Regions from separate parts of the Mus musculus genome. Here region 1 is linked to region 2. Evidence: chromatin contacts called from public HiCAR-type data. All regions are on one chromosome and are shown on one strand. Each heading gives the region's core, a stretch centred on a gene start, on an enhancer-like site or on the middle of the called end of the contact. The rest is flanking DNA. Distances are from core to core; before and after follow the strand shown.

Region 1 (4,658 bases), core at 1,573-4,072, 320 kb after region 2:
CCTTAATCTCTTTTGGGCCAGCAGCCATGCCATTTTCAAATTCCTTTGCGCAGACATTATGCTAACATCTTTCAGTTCCACTTCTTGGCTAGGGCTTACTGTCTTCTGGTCGACCTCCACTCCTTTCAAGAAAGAGTGTGAGGTCTGCAGTTCTCCTCAGCAGAGCTCTGTGTCTCTTTAGTACGAGGCTCTTTTATATGTCTGTTTCCTAAAATCCTGGAACCAAATATTAAACCGATTGCAGGTGATCAGAAAGATCTCAGCTGAAAGAGTGGGTCATTTCCTTCTGATGAAAAGCTAGGAGAACATTCACACCAGAGAGCAGCCTGTGTCTTCCTGAGGCAAACACACCATCAGAGCCTGGTATGTGTTTTTCCAGAAGTCTCTTTGATAAACATCTTTGGAATCTATGGTGCTCTGGTTTCTATATCTCAGAATGATGGTGCCTCTTATGTTGGGCTCTTTTTAAGGACAAGAGGTTCTTCTAAAACTACAAGTCAACAAGGGAAGCCAGTGAGTAACTGTCAGCCTGGTCTTATTTCTGTCTTTGAAGTAAACATGCTCCATGATGCTTGGTGGCTCACAGTGTGGTTCTGGTCATCACATAGAAGTAATATTTTATAAGCATCCCTAGAAGAGGCAAGCCCAGATGTGGAACAGAACCTTCAGTATGGATTTAGAAGGTGATCCTCAACAAGGACCAGCCACTCGCCATCTCTTCCACTTACTGTCTTTGTCACTTGACAGAAGTTGCTTTCCTCCCCAGGCCTCAGTTTCCTGGCTCTTACAATGTGGACAATGTAGATAAAACTGAAATTGCCTTTAAGTCAGGGTGAACAATATAATTCGTGTTAAAATGTCCTGCTGGCAAGTAGGCTTCTCTTGCCCAACATTGCAATCACTGTGGAAATTTTGTAAACAGCCAAGTACCACAAATAGCACTCCCATTACTACCACTGTCCTTGCTAGAGTCCCATCCTTGTCACCTGCCTTGATAGAGCATCCAGACACAGAAGAGTGAGTGGCTCATCTGTGAGACGTTCTTCCTAGTTGATAGATGAGTCTCACTTGGAAGTAGGGAGGAGAAAAATCTACAAAGCACAGATGTTCAGAGCCTGAGGAAACAAGGATTTCTTCTTCATGATTGAAAACAAAACAAAATGGAAGAATTTGTCTGAAAGAATACCAAACCACTTTCCTAACGAAATAGACATAAGTGCATCTTGTGATCACCTCTTGTGATGCACATAGGCTTTTCTGAATGTGACACCTAGTAGGACCATTTACTTTTGTTATGACTTTCACTGTCAAGGTCTTTAAAGACAGTTTTAATTTCTTTTTTTTCCATTTTTTATTAGGTATTTAGCTCATTTACATTTCCAATGCTATATCAAAAGTCCCCCATACCCCCCTACTCCCCTACCCACCCACTCCCCCTTTTTGGCCCTGGCATTCCCCTGTACTGGGGCATATAAAGTTTGCAAGTCCAATGGGCCTCTCTTTGCAGTGATGGCCTACTAGGCCATCTTTTGATACATATGCAGCTAGAGACAAGAGCTCCAGGGTACTGCTTAGTTCATATTGTTGTTCCACCTATAGGGTTGCAGTTCCCTTTAGTTCCTTGGGTGCTTTCTCTAGTTCCTCCATTGGGGGCCCTGTGGTCCATTCAATAGCTGACTGTGAGCATCCACTTCTGTGTTTGCTAGGCCCTGGCAATTTAATTTCTTTGTCTGTATATAAGCTGCCCTACCCATTCTATTTAGAAAATCACATTGAGTCTTCCATTGTTTCCTCCCCTGATTTCATTGTTCATGTTACCAAAGTGAGCGGGTAAAGAATGGGTGACCTTTAGTGAGTGTTATGCAGGAAGGAAGGGACATTGGAGTTCTGTTTTACCATAGAAGGTTTTGGGAAATTTTTGGGGCAGTAAAGAGAATATATTCATTGTAAAACTTGCAAATGTACAAAACAGGTTAACCTGACAAATGTGGACTTGTCAGCCATTGACACTGTCACAGCTTCCATACAGGCGCTGTCAGTTCCAGGCATCCTGAGCTGTGTTCCACTTATCCTTCTAATATTTGGAGGGTTCTTTTTTTTGCGGGGGAGGTCAGTTTACTTACTCACTGGCTTGTAGGTATCGTTAAATCTTGACTTTGTTTACATTGAAACATCAGTATTTGCTGTTCCGTTTTTTTTTTTTTCAGTAAAAATATATGAAGAGCAGAGCAATATAAGAAATTAGCAGTTCTTGTGAAAACATGCTTCATACGTGTGGGTTGAGGACCGAGCAATTACTGACAGCAACTCCAACAGATGACTAGCTTTGGGGATAGTATTACTAGTGATAATTTCTAGCATGACCCTTACTGGATCAATAAAACTGATGTAGAAATGTTGATATCAGGCAAAGAAAAATATGATATTTAGAGACCTCAAAAATTAGTCTCAGGTTTCAGAGTCAACCTTGACAAAACAGGATGATGTTTTCCACCTATCCAGATAGATGAGGGGAAAGTAGATCTGAGATCTCACAATATCAAGAAAGTGAAATATTTGTATGTAGGCCATTAAAGAATTGAAACAAAGAGCTGAGGGTCTAGCGTAATAGGAGAGCTCTGGTTTGGCCCTTCTGAGAAGCGAAACCAGCGCTGTACTTCAGTGAAGCCATTACCTCACCTCACTGTTGAAAACAAGAAACTGCAGAGCCGCATTATATCATTTTTATAAAATATTAATTGTTGAACAGCTAGTCTCCAGCAGGCACTTCACATTCCCTTTGCCTATTCATTCCGATCCAAAACATTACTCATCTAAACTTGCTTGGTGAGTCATTGTTACAGTAAACTGAGTCTGCAAGACGCCCAGTAATTCATAGCCAGCTGGGGGCTTGTTCACCTTCAGGCTAGTTATTCAGTTCCTGTGCTGGTGAACAGTAATAAAGGGCCATCATCTGCTGGAATGGCATGAAATTAATAACAAGGAAAGCAAGATAATCTAATTTTAAGAATCTGGATTGAGAATCCAATGGATTTCACACAGCTGAATTCACTCTTTTCCTCTCCTTTTAGTAGAGAAATAAGTTGCTGGTGAGGGTGTGTTGAAGGTTCCCCAACCCTTCAAGCCTAATACAGGCACAGGAAAAAGAGGAGTAGCCTGGTATCTGTCTGGGAGGTGCCATGATGGAGGTGCCCCCTTAGGCTGACTCTGGAAGGATCAGCATGAATTTCTGAGAAAAAAATAGGAGTGGAAGAGCCAATCAAGCAAAGAGTTTATACCATTCTAAGGTCAGGGAGCCCTTATACAAGGTCATCTACAGGGATGGAGTTCAAATTGAGAAGGTTTTCTGAGAACTGCTATCACACAGGTAGCCAGGAGCCCGATGAAGGAAGCCTTGTGCTCTAGCAAGAAGAAGATGGCGAACACTTTGAGCAAGGGAGTGGCATGCATGGGTTAACATTTACAAAGAGCACCTCAGCAATAGTTAGGTAAAGAGTGGATTAGAGGGAGGCAAGACTGGAGATACGGAAGCCAGCTAGAATACAGGGAATATTGAGAAAGATCAAAGGGTGGCTTAGGACAGCAGAGGGAGTTGCAGAAGGGAAGGGCTGGCATTAAGATTCCTGGTACGGGTGTCTAGTTGGAAGTGCTGAAGAAGGGTGTGTAGGAGAAATGGAGCTGATATGCGGAGGGCAGTGATAGCAAGTTCATGTGTTACTGCTGGGTCTATTTGGTCTTAGATAAATGTTTCACCAGGACTGAGCTAAAGCTTTGAGAGAGTCTGAGAATCCATCAGCATGGAAGTGCTAACTGAAGAATTGCTCAGCTTCCAGACCCCCAAAAAGGCTGCAGTGCAAAGAACAACATTATCTCTTTGACAGATGCCCACTTTAGAAAGTCCAGAGTTAGCAGTGGCCTCTGTCAAGTCAGTAACAGGATAGAACCCTTCCTCCCTGTTACAATCTGTAAACTTGCTATAATCCCAGCTTCCTGCGGGCATTCAGAGCAGCCCAATCAACTTGCCACATTAGATGCCATGAGGAAGAGCTGCTGGCTTTGATGTGAAATAATTGCACTGAGTTTTCGGTTCAATTCAGGAAGGCAAGGTAGGTGAAAAGGAGGAATGGAAAGGAGAAAATTCTCGTCCCCGTCAGGAAGAGGGTTTATGTTCTGTTTAAATCAAGCTGCTAGGCTGGACTAAGACAGTGGCAGAAAAATCAAGTGAAAATAATTAAGAATAAGAAGTGTACTTGGAAGAAGGATTGTGGTGAAAGATGAAGCCTTATCATTCACCTCCAAGGACTGAGAGTCTATGGGGAGCAGATTGGGGAAAGCTGGCCTGCCGCAGTTCCCAGGAATCCTGAGCTCCGGCAGATGTTCATCTGCAGTCCATGGATGGTGGACCAAGAGAAACACTCTTGAGCATGGCAAGGTGCTCCTGGTATGTGTGTTCACCAGACTTGGAGGTCAGTGGGGGCTGACTAGTGGATCAGATGCTAGGGGTGCCTCTTTTAGCAGCTGTGTTTCAGTGGGGCAAAGATAGAGAAAATGTGTCATTGGGCATGAAAAGGGGTAATGTTGGTGAATGTTGACCCTTATCGGGTACTTTGAACATTTTATGTTCCCATGTTAGTACTTTGTGCATGTTTTGTGGAATC
Region 2 (4,649 bases), core at 844-3,343:
AATTATCACTAGGGTGGGGAGCCAGACAGAGCAGGGCTTGCGTGTGGAGTTGTGCAGAGTTTGCAGAGAGCTCTGCACAGGGGCTTCAGATAAAACTTCTATGCTCTATTCCAGACAGGGTCAGGACGAGAAAGGGAATCCTCCAGTTTGCACTGAGCTCGGAGAGAGCTCTCCCAACTTGGTGGACTGTGACCCTAACAGCAGGGTTCTCCAACAGCTAAGGAAAAACAACACAGAGAAAACCTGCCTTGACACCCCTCCTTCCCAAAAAAACACCAACAAAAAAAAGAGATGATTTAGATTTGATTGTTAAGAATTTGGGGGGATCATTACGGAACCCTATCCAAGGATCGTCCTCCTCTTTAACACAGAATCTAGGTCAGAGCATTGGATCACAGATTGGCAAAAGAGCCCTGAAGAATTTTCTGAGACATTTGATTTAGGTCTCTCTCTCTCTCTCTCTCTCTCTCTCTCTCTCTCTTTTTTATTCTCAGGGGGTACATTTGGGATTATGAAGGAATTTCCATATGTTTTTAATGAGTTTAACTTCTCAGGCCATTCCACAGAGGTCTCCAGCGAGGATGCCACTTACAGAGAGCATACGCTGTGAGGTGTGCCATAGAGAGAGAGGGGGTGGCTCTGTGCACAGCTCAGAGTCCTGGTGTTTGTCAGCCGAGAGAGGCAGCACCACTTAATACTTCACGTCTTCTGGGATGGTTAAGCCAATCAAAATTCCAGCACGAAGGAGGAAGAGTTCCCCCCTACGCCCCCATTGTAGGAGCTACTACCAATTGATGGCCGCTGAGGATGAGAGATCACCCTTCTTTGGTGGTAGGTTGCTCGTACAAGATCACCCTTCTTTGGTGGTAGGTTGCTCGTACCACACCGTGCACATATGGGCAGAGCTAACTGGATTCAACTGTTAATGTTAATAGCAATATGACTAAGGACGTGAAGTTGGGTGGGAGACAGGGTAAGGGCATAAGGAGAAGCTGGACGGAGATAGTGGTGGCCAAATATGATCAGTACATGCTGTACACATGCACACAACCTTCAAACAAAAAAATATTATTTAAAAAAATGGGAGGCACTTTTAGTGTGTGTGTGCCTTCAGCCGGATTCACCTGGGTGGGGAAAGGTTGTCTTTTTGGTACCAGTGCCAATGACAGTAACTATTCTGCTGTCCCGCCTTCTAGTGGTTTTTGGCTGAGTCATTCTCTTTCCGTGTCCCACCTGACCATCCTCTTCCTCCCCTTCTCTACTCTGAATAAACGTTGGGATTCTTTTCATTTTTTCTTCTGACATTCGCCATTGCTCAGCTTGGTTGTAGTGAGGTTTCGTAGGTGGTTTTCCAGAACAGGAAAGTAATCCAGCACATTCAAGCTCAGCCACACCAGATGGGTCAGAGTAAGACAGCTCTGTCTCTCGGAACTCCTGCCCTAATTCAGTGGAACAACAGAGTGAGGAGACGAGCAAGACTCTCTGAGGTCTCTGGACTCTACCTTTCTCTATAAAAAGTCTGGCAAAATTCTATACGTGTTTCCTCTAGGGTGGGATCATAACACGGGAGATACACTTTCAAATTTCTTGATAGAAAAGCGCTATAGAAGGCTGGATATGGTGATTCCCACCTGCAGTCCCAGTTTCCTGGAAGATCTGAAGTCCTAAGGTCCATCCTGGGCTACAGAGTGAGACCCTGTACCAGGAAAAAAGTACTATCTAGATATTGGTTATAAGTGGTCTTACATTTTGGATAAGTTGTTCTGTTTTGTTAAACTAGCATGGATATAATTATTGCTATTATGTGGAAAGGCTCAATTGTTATCATCTGGAATGCAGAAGGTCTCCTGTGTTTGGACAAGTGGTGTACTTGACAGAACTCTGTTGTCTGGTGGCCTGTTACAGAGTGGTCTCCTGAAACATGATGTCATAGACTCAGCCCTAACTGTGCCAGGCCCTATGCTGAGCTAGCTGCTCCACCAGGGTTTCGGTGGATCTCCACGTTTTATGGATGCACGAACCCAAGGCAGGGTTCAGACTCAGAGCCAGCCTGTTTTCATCTTCCTGTCTCCCAGGATCTGTGCAGACTACAGATGGTGTTTGTCCTGGTTGGAGCTCAGCTGCCATGCCTGGCGAGATTTCTGTGGGAAAATGAGCCTCAGATTGTCACTGGGGATTCCAGTGGGGGCGGGGGGAGTGTAGGATCTTCCCACCCTCCTGGGGTTGAGCAATACTGATTTGGTTAACCAAGCAAGCATCTGTGGCTGTCTTCACCAACATCCAGGACTTTCTCTAGGAGCTTGCATTCTTCTTTGGGGTTAAATACCTCAAGGTCCCCGTCTTTCTCTCAAGGTTCCAGGTCCCTACTGGAGCAGGTTGTAGACATATGGATGCAGACGCACAGGGATGGCTGGATTCCGTGTGGCTTTCCAGGGCACACCAGGAGTGTCATTTACGTCTTTTTCCCCAATTGCTTTCCTTTATTTTCTGGAAACTAGGGAAGAGGTTTGTACTCTCTGTTCTTTTTGTACTTTTAGCCTGTCTGGCCTCTGATGGCCTCTTCTTTCCCAAGCATCTATCTCTAGCTTTTTCTGCCAAGAAGGGATGACATGCTAATTCCTGGCTTTCTGAGAGTCTTTTCATCTATCCCTTTAAGCAAGTCAAGTGCAAAACGTGTCCTTCAAGTGTGCCCCGCGCTTGGTGCATGACTGGTATTCAGCTGGTGTTCTTTTTGAATGAATGAGTTTCTCATCTTGTCTTCTGAGCCTGTTGAGTTCATTAGGTTTGCATTTTGTACCTTTTTTTTTTTTTTTTGTGGTCTGGGTATTAAAAGTCCCCTGTAGGCTCGTTTGTTTGAGTTCTTGATTCTCCAGCAGGCAGTACTGTTTGCAGAGGTTATAGGACCTTTAGGAAGTAAACCTTAAGGTGTCGGTTGCTGGGGGTGGGCCTTGAAATGTATAGCCTGGACCCACTCTTTCTGCTTCCTTATCTGTCCAGATGTGCCCAGCAGCCTCGTACTCCTGCTGCCACACTTTATTTGACATGATAGACTCTCTCACTGTGAGCCAGAGCTGCCTTTCATCAGCCAGTTGACTGTAGCAACATCTCATAGATACACCTTATACATATGGATAATTGAATTCGATTTGCATATATTCTGTGAGGGAATCGAGACTCAGCTCTCAGGGTAGAGAATCAGACTGATGCCTTTAGGGTGCTCTTGGGGAGGGAATGGGTTGGTGGAAGCCTAGTGCAGAGGGAGTCCAGACTCAGGGAGAGGGGACTAGATAACAGCATTTGGTGATGGGAGGGGAAGGTCTTACATGGGAGGGATGTAGGATGGACAGACTATTGTTGGCTATGTTTGAGTCAATGCAGGACAAAAGCTGCCATCCCTCACTCTTCCTGCAGCCAGGGTGATGTGTATCTGCTGGGGGTATAGATTGAGGAGGAGGGGTTCTTGACTGAAGGTAGTTTGAAGGAGTCTAGCAAAAAGAGAAGAAAGGGATGAAACGTGAGAATGTCGGTAGAAAGGAGAGAAGGAAGGAAGTTCCTCACTGTCTGTGGTCCAGGGTCAGGGTCGCTGTCCTTGCTATCATTCCCAATCGAGTCACATCAGTTGGAGCCTGCCTGTTAGCATGCTGGGCCAAGGGATTGAGGTTTTTTTTTTGTTTTTGTTTTTGTTTTTTTTGTTTTTTTTTTTAACAAGCAGTAATATATTGGAGCACTCTTTAAAATTTTTCACAATAATAAAATTCACATTGTTAAGAATCATTCAGCAACCATGAAATTTACACAAATGATTTAAACATACAGTATTACCTTGCATTTTCACCTCAATTTTTGAAATGTGTATTTGTTTATGCTTCACAGTTGCTCTGCCTCCATGTCCTGTGGAACTTGGCTCTTTGATCCTTTATATCTTTAAACTCCCACAGTTTACAACTTAGTGATGCTCTTGTTCCAAGGATAACCAGGGTTCTTCTTGCCCTGCAAATCTGAGTTCTAAGTAGGACAAACAGTAGCATTGCTTGATCAAATGTGTGAACAAATGACATACATTTTAAGATGCTTATATGCGACTGGCAGTGTACTTAGAAATAATTGTGACTAACACTAACCTTTCTGTAATAGATGATAGCATATTATTCACCATCTCCCACAACTTGAATAATAGAAACCCACTGGCACCCATATACATTTGTTAATTGACAAATAAGTTCATGATGTGCTTAAGCCATGTCTGCTATTATTTCCCATTATGCTTGGGGAGCATTAAACATATTTCAAAATGGGGATTGAGGATTTTTATAGTTTGTGAGGCAGCTTCCCCTCAGTGTTTCTTCCTCAGGGAAGTGGAAGGAATTGGAAAAGCTGATAGGCCATTTGCTTGGTGACGAAATGTACTCCCCGAAACTAAGCTTCAGCCTGTCCCCCATAAGCTGGGGAATCCCAGGAGCTCCCAGTGGCTGCCGGGTGAGGATCTTGGAAACAGGGTTGTCATTCAGAATAATTGCTTTAGGAAGTGAAGCTTGGGGCTGTGTCACATCCACATACCGTCACTACTCTAGATCGCCTCTAGCCATGTTTATCATGGAGAATTCTATGGATCCGTTTGTGTCAGACATGTTTACCTCAATACATGGCAA

Evidence for each region. HiCAR-type assays count read pairs that join an accessible place to other places.
Region 1: a HiCAR-type map of fibro-adipogenic progenitors shows a contact between it and region 2, with 4 times the contacts expected there. The contact joins two enhancer-like sites. A contact is called at or near these places in 1 of 15 datasets of contacts at CTCF or cohesin (the NIH/3T3 cell line), 1 of 484 Hi-C or Micro-C datasets (bone marrow-derived macrophages) and 2 of 115 datasets of contacts at active chromatin or transcription factors (bone marrow-derived dendritic cells and fibro-adipogenic progenitors).

What each region holds. Positions count from the first base shown.
Region 1 is chr17:75,342,464-75,347,121 of GRCm38.p6, forward strand. All of the region lies in intron 24 of Ltbp1 (latent transforming growth factor beta binding protein 1), which reads left to right. Among named protein-coding and RNA genes, the nearest start is that of Rasgrp3, 91 kb to the right of the region's middle. Within about 2 kb of position 2,823, at least 37 of the 459 cell types and tissues checked have an H3K27ac peak or open chromatin away from gene starts, as enhancers often do. A contact at or near this core is called in fibro-adipogenic progenitors, where this site is marked.
Region 2 is chr17:75,025,433-75,030,081 of GRCm38.p6, forward strand. The region is part of intron 2 of Ltbp1 (latent transforming growth factor beta binding protein 1); the gene reads left to right. Among named protein-coding and RNA genes, the nearest start is that of Ltbp1, 22 kb to the left of the region's middle. Within about 2 kb of position 2,094, at least 14 of the 459 cell types and tissues checked have an H3K27ac peak or open chromatin away from gene starts, as enhancers often do. A contact at or near this core is called in fibro-adipogenic progenitors, where this site is marked.